2 separate regions of the Sus scrofa genome follow, and region 1 is linked to region 2. Evidence: chromatin contacts called from public HiChIP or PLAC-seq data. All regions are on one chromosome and are shown on one strand. The core of a region is the stretch at or near the end of the contact, and the rest is flanking DNA. Distances in the headings are between cores, read along the strand shown. Region 1 holds the start of CFD (complement factor D). Region 2 holds the start of STK11 (serine/threonine-protein kinase STK11).

Region 1 (5,022 bases), core at 877-3,376, 260 kb after region 2:
AGGCGGCTGCGCTGTCAGCCATCACTCCGTCGATCCAGGCCACGTAGCTCGCCAAGCGCGTGTAGATGCCGGGTTTCTTGCGGTTGCCGCAGACTCGGGAGCCTGAGGTAACCACTCCCTCGGCCACACCCCCGCACACCAGCGGGCCTCCGGAGTCGCCCTGCGTGGGGCGGGGGCTTGAGAGCTGGGTCCAGGCCAGGCTCAACCTGAACCTGCTGCAATTCCGCTCATCCCTACAGCCCCAACAGGCTCTCTCGCTCAGCAATCTTCCCAGGCCCAGCCCATCAAGGCGCCGCCTCCCAACTTTCAGCTCTGCCCCTCAAGCTTTACTCCGCCCTTTGTCTGAGTTCAGCAGCCCCCGCCTCCGACCCTGCCCCATTCCTAGCCCTCTCCATGCCCGCCCTGGCTTTGTCTTTATCTGCACCCTCTCCCAGATCCCACCTCCCCTCTCAACTCTGCCACGCCCACCCAGCCCTCACTTCTCAGGCCACGCTCACGCTGTAGAGCCTGGCCACTCTCTAAGCTCCCCACATGCCCGCCCCCTCTCAGCCCTCCCGCCCTCGCACCTTGCAGCTGTCCCGACGGTTGCTCTCCGCGCACATCATGCGCTCGGTGATGGTGCCATCGTGGTATGTGCGCAGGTTGCAGGTGGTGCGGTCCAGCACCGGTAGGAGCAGGTGCTGCAGACGGTCGGGCCGGCGGCCAGTGTGACTGACCACTCCCCAGCCGGCCACGTCGCAGAGCGTGCCTGCCGGAACCTCGTGGTCCTCTCGTTGCCAGGCAAGGGGCTGCACGGCAGGGCCCAGCTCGGCCTTCTCGGAGAGCTGAGGGTGGGGGCGGAAGCGAGCGTTAGGGGCAGCGCAGCCCCCAGTGCAGCTGGAGGGACTGCGGCTAGACTTAGCAGACCTTCAGCAGGAGGAGATCATGGTCGATGGTGTCAGGCTGGCTGTCTGGGTGGGGCACGGCGCGGAGCACGTCGTACAGGCGCTTCGAGGGCTCGGGCTGTGACAGGGAGTGCGCACCCAGGAGAACCTGCAGCTTCCCCTCGGCCCTGGAAGTGGAGTGGGCTCACATCAGAGCCATGTCCCCACCCGACACCCAATTCCCCCATTCCGCTCTTGGTCCTGGGCCACTCACACGTCCTCCAGGCAGTGTGCTGCACTCAGCACCCACTGCTCAGACACCAGGAAGCCTCCGCACACGTGCTTGCCGTTCACCTGCACCGATGCCATGTAGGGTCTCTCGTGGGACTTGGCCTCCTGGCCACCCAGGATCCGGCCACGGGGCTGTGCCACTGGAGGATGCAGGTCCGAGTGAGGGTGACTGCAGCCCAGACCTCAGATTCCCTCTAAGAGAGCGGCTCTGGCACCCTCAGACTGAAATTCCTTCCTTGGGATCCTCCCCAAAGAGTTGCAAACTCTGGGGGCCCAGGGAGGGATGCTGAAGAAGACAGACCGGGCGGTGGGGAGTGACAGTCTGGGGCAGACTCCGCGTACCTACACACTGGGCCCTAGAACTTCAATATAGACACAGACAAGTGGGGCTGATCAGACCCAACATCCTGCCAGCCGTTTGCTCCCAGCCTGGGCTTTCTGTTGTAGAACCAGAGGCTCTCTGAACTCACTAGATTCAAAGTTTTGAGAATTGCTTGGTTTTCAGAGCCTTCTGTTCATGTGGACCCTGCCCCCTCTCTGCCCACCTAGTGGGGCTGGAGGGCCATCCTCTTGAGCGGAGGGGTCCATGGCTGACTGCGCTGCAGGCTAGGGGCCCCCAGCTGGCACCCCAGTCCCGGGTCCACTCACCACATACAGCTGCTCCGAGGAGGATCAGGGCTGCCAGGTGCCCGGAGCGGTCTGCCATGATGCTGCTGTGGCCTCAACAATGGCCCAGGGCAGGGCTCTGGGGTTCTTTTATGAGGGTGGAACGGGGTGGGGGGGGAGCTCCCACAGGTCCTATCTGCCAAGTGGGCAGTGGCCCAGCTGAACAAAGGGAAGCCGTCCACGCCCTTCTCTCCCCCCACTTCCCCCGCCACAGTGCTGTGATTATCTTCCCCTAGACTTTGTACCAAGAGTAGATGGGCTGCTGGACCTGCCTGCCACCTCTGTCATTCTGTGGGAAGAGCCCCTCAGGATGGGCGGTGGGCAGAGCAGAGGGATGGACCCACCCACCCACCCACCCTGACCCCCAGCCCAGTCTCCCAGAGTGCCCTTCCAGCCCCAGAGTTTCGCAACAGCAGCTGGAGAGCAAGCCCAGTTTGTAAACAACCCACTTCCTCATTTTCTGCCCCTCCCTTCTTTCCCTTCCTCCTGCAACTTGGAGCTGAGGTCGGGTGGGGGGGAAGGTCATCCAACGCCCTTGTCCACATTGCTGTGACTCTGGGGCTTGACACCCTTTAAGTAGAATATTGTTGATGAGTAGGGACAGCTGGAAAGACTGTTGCATACAAGTGACAAAAAAATGGAGTGTAAGGGGCTGGAACCTTCAACAAGAAAATTTAAATGGAAAGTTTATGGGTCTACCTTCAGGTGTAGCTTAATCCAGGCACCTGAACAATGTTTTGTTTCTTTTTTTCCTCCTTGATGGGTTGTCTCCTCAGCAGTCTCCCCTGTTGTGGCCTCAGGGGCCCTAGACTCAGACCAATGGCCCAGTTATTCCCTCTGCCAATTCCCCATCACTCTAGCCAGCATCTCAAGGCGGCCTCTGATTGGTTGAGTTTGGATCTCATGCCCCTAAAGCAGCCATTGTGGGTTGGCAGGTTCTGATGAGCAGAACCTGGGTCACATGGTTCTCTGTAAGCTGGGGATGGTGGGTCAACATCTCATGAACCTCTTCGGGGGAGATGCTGTGTGTAACCACAAGGGTGGGGAGGACCGTGAACGTCCCCAGGAGGAACAGTGCATGGTATTTTCTCCTTTCCTTCTTTTTTCTTCATGGTGGACCATTTCACACATACAGAGAAAAATAGAAAACAGCATAACAAATGCAATTTGTTAGACCCTAAAATGTTTCCTTGCTCAAATCAGAAACTCTAAAACAAAAGCCCATTGGAATGTGGAGTGCAGATTATGTAAGTAAAAGGATTGGAAATTGCAGCAAAATTTGGAAATTACCCAAAAAGACAGAATGGTTCAGTAAATAACCCTGCAGATCCTGGGATGCTTTGTTGACATGGAAAGACCGCCAAGATATCGTATTAAGTGGAAAAAGCAGTTGTAGGGCAGTGGGTCACCTGCCTGAGCAGCTGGCCCTTGTGGGGAGAGGTGTTCTGAGGACAACCTTAGGGAGAAGCTGGAAGGCAGAGGGAACAGCACTAGTTAAGACCCTGAGGTGTCCCAAGGCAAAAGGTTGGGGAAGTGGAGGAAGGATTGTTTCCGTACCCAGTGAGGCCGAGACTGGCCTGGACCCCAACCCCTGATTGGGTCCTCCCCAGACAGTGCCTCAGTCTTCCCCATGGGGAACTGAGAATCAGAGAAACAGTGAGCAATTTGCCCAAAGTCACAGAGCTGGGACTCGAACCCAGGCCCTGGAGCATGACTTTACAGTTCTTTGCATCTCTACTTCCTCGCCTGTAAAACAAGGCACTTATATAAGAACTACTTTAGGGGCTGGAGCCAGAAACAGATGAGTGAAGATTGCAAAGATTCAGAATGATCCTTGTGACTCAGAATGAACACCTGCTATAGTGCTTTGCATTCTTGCCACCTGCAACAAGAGTCTAATGACATTTTATAGGAGGGGAAGCCAGAAACGGCTACTGGTATCCTTTAGTGAAGTATGAGGAAGGGACTTTTTATCTTGGTGCACTAAATTTGCTGCTACTTGGTAGCAGCGTACTTGTGACATGCTCAAGACATTCACCTGAGGACTTCTGACACTCAGTTGCACAACCAACAAACACCCAGGCACATTCTACAAAACAGGGTTTTTATTGTGTCAGATGCTGCATGATGCTGCATGGGAAGAGCCCAGCCGGGGGGAGTGGGGTAACAGGGGCCGCCTTTCTAGAGGGTCCTGCCCACAGGGATCCTGGGGTGGAGAGGCGGGCTGTCATTATCACCATAGCGTCGGATAATGGAGTTGATCCAGTCTGCAAACTTGGCGGTGGAGGCAAAGGTGTCTGGGAAGAGCCCAGAGCCACAGCCCCCCCGGATGAAGGAATCTATCCCCTGGACCAGCCCATTGCAGACCAAGGGCCCGCCGGAGTCCCCCTGTGGAAGCAGACAAGTTTGGGAGGCTGGGCTTTCAGGCCCCACCCTAACATCCCCACCCACTGCCCTTCAGGAGCTGGAAGTTCTTCCAGGGGTCTTGGTTGCTGCAGCCTGGGTGGGAGCAAGGGGTGGGTTGTGGGAACGCAAGATACGTACAAAGCAGATGCCAGCCTGCCGGCCTGGTACCAGGGTGCACACATTGGTGGGGCGGCAGAGGGCTGTCACCACAGTCACATTGAGCTGCTGCAGGACTCGGGGCGGTGGCCGGTTCGTGCCCAGCTGGCCCCAGCCCATGGCCAGACATCGCACCCCTTCCCCCACGCCTTGGTCCTGAGCAGGTAGCTGGGCCACCTGCACGTTGCTATTGATGAAGGCAAATCTGTTGAGCTGCAGCAGGTTGTACAGAGCAGTGGCAGGTCACAGGAGGCAGTGAACAACAACCTTCATCTTTCTGGGCCCCAAGTTTTCCCCCACCCAGGGCTCCACCATGGTCCTGGGATATCTGAGAGCCAGATATCCACCCTGCAGGATGGTTCCCACCCTTTCCTGTTTGTAAAGTGCGAGCAGCCACTGTGACCCAGGGCATCCCCAGACATGTTTTGAGTCCAGTAAACAGTAGGTACTCAAGAAAACAAAACTATGGGTAACACCACCAGCAATAAAGCCATTGTTCTAGAACTTTACAGAAAATAACCATAGCTATTCAAGCAGTGGGGAAGGACAGTTCTCTCCCTCCAGTCTCCTATTCACATGAACGTGGAGAATTTTGACCCTATTTCCACGGACCAAGAGGTCCCTGCGCCTCATCCCTGTG
Region 2 (4,862 bases), core at 166-2,665:
GAAGGAGACCTCACCCCAACCCAGGAAGTCGGCACTTACTTCTTCACATTGGCCTCCCCGTTGGGGATCCTTCGCAACTTCTTCTTCTTGAGGATTTTGACAGCTCTCCTGCACAGCGTTTCTGAGTCCAGCACCTCCTTCACTTTGCCATACGACCCCTCCCCCAGCAGGTCCCCCATCAGGTACTTGCCGATGAGCTTGGCCCGCTTGCGGCGGGGCTGGTAGATGACCTCAGTAGAGTCGATGCGATGGATGAACGTGTCCATCCCCACCGACATCAGCTCGCCCTCTGTAAACATGCCCAGCTGCTGCGGGTCCGCCACATCCATCCTGGACCCTAGGGCTCCGACTCCCGCAGGCGATCTCTAATCCCCTTTGTGTACTTCCTGGTGAGCGGTTCTTCCTTTTGTCCCCCCTCCCCAAGATTCCCTTCTCCAAAAATAAAAGTCACAAAATCGCAAAAAGAAAAAAAAGAAAGAAAGAAAGAAAGAAAAAGAAAACCCTTCTTGGAAAAGAAACGATTGTACTGAACGTGAGTTCAAAAGGCGCGCCTGGTCCAAAGCCCGGACACCCGGGTGTGTGCAGCGTCCCAAGTTTTGCGGCCGCCCGGCCTCACAGTTTTGAGGCGGGCCGGCGCGTCCACGGGGGCCCTCGGGAGGCCGGTGGGGCCGGGAAGTGCTAGGTCATCCTCCAGGGACTTTAGACCCTCGAACGAACACGGACGCGGCCGGGTCGAGTCTTCTCCGCGCCGTCCATTACTAGCGAGCCATGGCGCGCGCCCGGGGCCCCGCGCAGGCCGGCCCCGGGGCCCCCAGAGCCGGGCAGGCGAGCTTCGCTGGGGATCCGGCGCGCTGCTCGGGGGCGGCTCCCGCCGGCCCCGCCGGCCGGGGCGCCCGAGACGCCGGCAGGTGCGTGTCCGGAGCGCACGGGGAACCTCTGTTTGGCCCCGCTGGCTCCCTCCAGCGCCGGGACTGCCCGGGGCCCGCCGGCCGCAGGGAGCGACCCCCGTCGGAGTCGGCCGCCGCCCGGGCGTCCGCACACCGGCCTGGGACCCCGAGCGGCCGCGCGGGCCCGGAGGGCGCCGCGCCCCAAACGGCAGCCCGCGCTCGGTCTGCGCCGGAACTCCGTCGGCCGCGGAACGCGGGGCGCGTGGAGCTCCGGGCGGCTGAGGCGGCGCAGGCCGCAGGCGCCGGGCCGGGGTTCCTGAGGCCGCCGGGGTCCGGGTGGCCCGTCCCCCGCCGCGGCCGCCGCGCGCGTGGAGCAGGCGGGGCGGCGCGGGGGCCCAGCCCATGCAAGGCGGCCGCGCTGCCGGCTGGCGCCCGCCGCCGCTGCCGCCGCGCCCCGCCTCACTCGAGGGCGCCCCGGGCCGCCTCCCCCTTCCGCGCCCTACACGCCGCCGCCATCTTGTTTATCTCCTCCCCCTCCCTGCGCCGCCGTGCCGCCGCACGCCCGTCGCGGACCCGCCCCTCGCGGCGCCGACGTGCACGTCCGTTGGCCGAGCCGCCTGGCCTCGACCCCCGAGGCGCGCCCCGCCGCCGCTCCTATTGGGCCGTTTGGATCCGGGCGGGCGCCCGAGCGGGGATTGGTTCCCGCTGGGCCCCGCCCCAGGGGTGGATACCGTTTGTTCATTGGCCTGAGGAAACGCCCGTCACGGCGAGGGGGCGGAAAGCAGGAGCCGGGAAGCGAAACCCGGGCGTTGACCTGGGAGGGGTTGGGAGCCGAGGTCGGAGGTCTGGAGTTCTAAAGTCTTCCATGGGACCGGGCGAGTGCAGTGCTCCTGGGCGGGGGCCGGGCTCGGGGACTCTGGTGCCCCTGCCTGGGCTCCTCAACCGAAACCCCGTTTGAGGCGAGGTCAAGGGTCAAAAAGTAGCCAAAGTGTACAATTCGAGGCAAAAAGCCTTTATTAAGTATCTCAGGCCAGATGGGTTGAGAAGGGCTCTGGATGATTTCTGCCCCAAAGGAATTCATGGGCTAAAACTCAGAACCCAGCTGGGATGGTGCCAGCAAAGTGCTTTGGGTGAAAAACAGAGTTGGCAAAATATGGCTTGATGAGGTGGAAAATACTTCCAGGCCTGTGTTTTTTAACCTGTTTTGCTTTTTGTTTGTTTGTATCACTACGTTCTTATTTTGCTGGGGCAAACTGCTTGTGAAACCTTGGGACTTGACACCATCAGATTTGGGTTCCAGGCTGGGAGTTCTTGACCCAACACCTGTGCACTCCCTAAGACTATGTGTGAAATGGAGCTCACCAGTATACACGTTCTTGGGGACATCCATGTGTCTCATCGGATTCTCAAATACCCAGAGAAGGGGGATTGCTATGGCTTTGAGGGATAGGAGTCCCAGGTCACACCAGTGTACCAGCCAGCCCTAATCAGAACATGGGAGTTAGCCCCAAATTCCTAAATCATAAACCAGAAACCAATGAAATACAACGGAAAAAGGGTAATGAAAACCAGGAGTTCCCCAGTGGCTAAGCGGGTTAAGGATCCCGTGTTGTCTTTGCTGTGGCCAGGGTTCAGTCCCTGGCCTGGGAACTTTCACGTGCCGCAGATTTGGGGTGGGAGTGGGAAGACTAAGGAAAGTCAGTGAAGCCAAAAGACTGTCTTTGAAAAGATCCAGAAACTTAATTAAACTGTAGCCAAATTGGTCAATAAAAAAAGATGGCCAATATTGAAGTAAGAACTAGAGAAACAACCTCCCCCCCCCCCCGCCCCCGCCGCCCCTGGCTGAAAAGGCAGCTACGTGCCTGTCAGCAGCTTTGCTTGCCACATACCACCTTTCTTGTAATCATGTAGCAACTACTTGCCTTATGTCCTTGCTAGCAGCCCTGCTAATCATGTTCCAAGCATTGCTTGTCAGCTTCTTAGGCAAGAACTCTGTCTGCTCCAGGAAGGTGGAGGGCCGGAGCTGCTTGCATGGGAAAACATTAAGATCTGGAAGTCTGTATTGCATAAAAGTTACTCAGGGAGTTCCCGTCCTGGCACAGGGGAAACGAATCCGACTAGGAACCATGAGGTTTCGGGTTCAATCCCTTGTCTCGCTCAGTGGGTTAAGGATCCGGTGTTGCCATGAGCCATGGTGTAGGTCGCAGACATGGCTCGGATCTGTTGTTGCTGTGGCTCTGGCGTGGGCCAGCGGCTACAGCTCCGATTTGACCCCTAGCCTGGGAACCTCCATATGCCGCGGGTGTGGCCCTAAAAAGACAAAAAAAATGTTACTCAGAACAAAGACCTGGTGCTCAGACTTTGGAGGTGACTCCTCTGAGCCCGCACTGGTGCTGAACAAACCTAGCTATTCCGCATCTCTGAGTGCTGCTTGTCTTTGACTCTTTCTGCTGTCACAGTGGAGGGAATAAGGAAAGTCAGTGAAGCCAAGAGACTGTTGTTTGGAAAGATCCAGAAATGATAAAACTGTAGCAAGATTGATCAAGAAAGGTAGCCAATATCAGGAATGAAAGAACGGATATCACTACAGACCTTACAGATATTGAAAGGTTTAGATATAGGAACAAATCTCACCCATACATTCAGCATGAGATGCACCAAAGTCTGAAAGCTCATTCAAGAAGAAATAGACATTGGGGGGTGGGGGATGTGCCTGGGTTATGGGATGGAAATCCTGTGAAATTGGATTGTTATGATCATTATGTAACTACAGATGTGATAAATTCATTTGAGTAATAAAAAAAATTTAAAAAAAGAAGAAATAGACAATCTGCATTGTCTTATATCTATTAAAGAAATTAAATCTGTAGGGAAAACCTTTCAAAAAAGACAAGGCCCAGATGGTTTCATTCATAAATTTCCACCAACCATTTCAGGAAGAAATAATGTCAGTCTGAAACAATTTTTTCTAGAATGTAGAAAAGGAGGGAACACTGCCCAACTCAAATTCTTTTTGGTATTTCCTATGGATTTTTTTTTTTTTCCACCACTCTCAGGGCATTCAGAAGTTCCCTCGCCAGGGATTGAACCCTGCCACGGCAGTGACAGCTGGATCCTCAGCCTACTGAGCCACGTGGAAACTCCAGTATTTCCTACATTTTTCACTGCTGGCTTATGTCCAAACATCTTGGAATCTAGGAATACTTGTTAATCACAGCATCTGAAGGCTCCATTCTCCTTTACAAAGCCTCCACTCCTATGCCAATGTGTGGGACACATGGGAAGGACAGGGGAAATGTTTGGTGAACACTGCAGAAAGAGTCCTTCAAGGTAAAATCTCAGCTCTGATACCACCTTCCCTGGGACGCCCTCCTGGTCATTCTCTTGAATGTAGCCCCTTACCAGTTTGATTTTCTTCTAAAAACTTATCATCAGAAATTGTCTGATTTAGGGAGTTCCCATTGTGGCTCAACAGTAACAAACCTGATTAATATCCATGAGGATGCGGGATCATTCCCTGGCCTCGCTCGTTCAGTGAGTTGAGGATCTGGCTTTGCCATGAGCTGTGGTGTAGGTCGCAGACCTGGCTCGGATCCCATGTTGCCTTGGCTGTGGCATAGTCTGGCAACTGCAGCTCCAATCTGATCCCTAGCCTGGGAACTTATATATGCCACAGGTTCAGCCCTAAAAAGACCAAAAAAAAAAAAAAAAAAAAAAAAGAATTGTCTCATTTATATATACATACATACATATATATATACACATACATACATGTATATATATATATATTCTTTTTTTTAGGGCCGCGCCCATGGCATATGGAGGTTCCTGGGCTAGGGGTCGAATCAGAGCTATAGCTGCTGGCCTACGTCACAGCCACAGCAAAGCCAGATCAGAGCCACGTCTGCAACATACACCACAGCTCGCAGCAACGCCGGATCCTTAACCCACTGAGCGAGGCCAGGGATGGAACCC

What was found. HiChIP or PLAC-seq counts read pairs in DNA pulled down with a chosen protein or histone mark.
Region 1: a contact with region 2 is called in an H3K27ac HiChIP or PLAC-seq map of alveolar macrophages. The contact joins the promoter of CFD here to the promoter of STK11 in region 2. A contact is called at or near these places in 1 of 5 promoter capture datasets (fetal liver), 1 of 47 Hi-C or Micro-C datasets (embryonic fibroblasts) and 1 of 2 datasets of contacts at active chromatin or transcription factors (alveolar macrophages).

The regions. Positions count from the first base shown.
Region 1 is chr2:77,509,862-77,514,883 of Sscrofa11.1, forward strand. It overlaps CFD (complement factor D), which reads right to left and starts at 2,127. Exons shown (of 5, transcript XM_013994801.1): 1 at 1,803-2,127; 2 at 1,138-1,294; 3 at 907-1,051; 4 at 567-824; 5 at 1-160. The coding sequence starts at 1,860. All of the region lies in intron 15 of MED16 (mediator of RNA polymerase II transcription subunit 16), which reads left to right. ELANE (neutrophil elastase) reads right to left here. Exons shown (of 5, transcript XM_003122986.4): 4 at 4,365-4,595; 5 at 3,908-4,208. The coding sequence ends at 4,002.
Region 2 is chr2:77,247,907-77,252,768 of Sscrofa11.1, forward strand. It overlaps STK11 (serine/threonine-protein kinase STK11), which reads right to left and starts at 1,416. Exons shown (of 10, transcript XM_021084263.1): 1 at 40-1,416. The coding sequence starts at 329.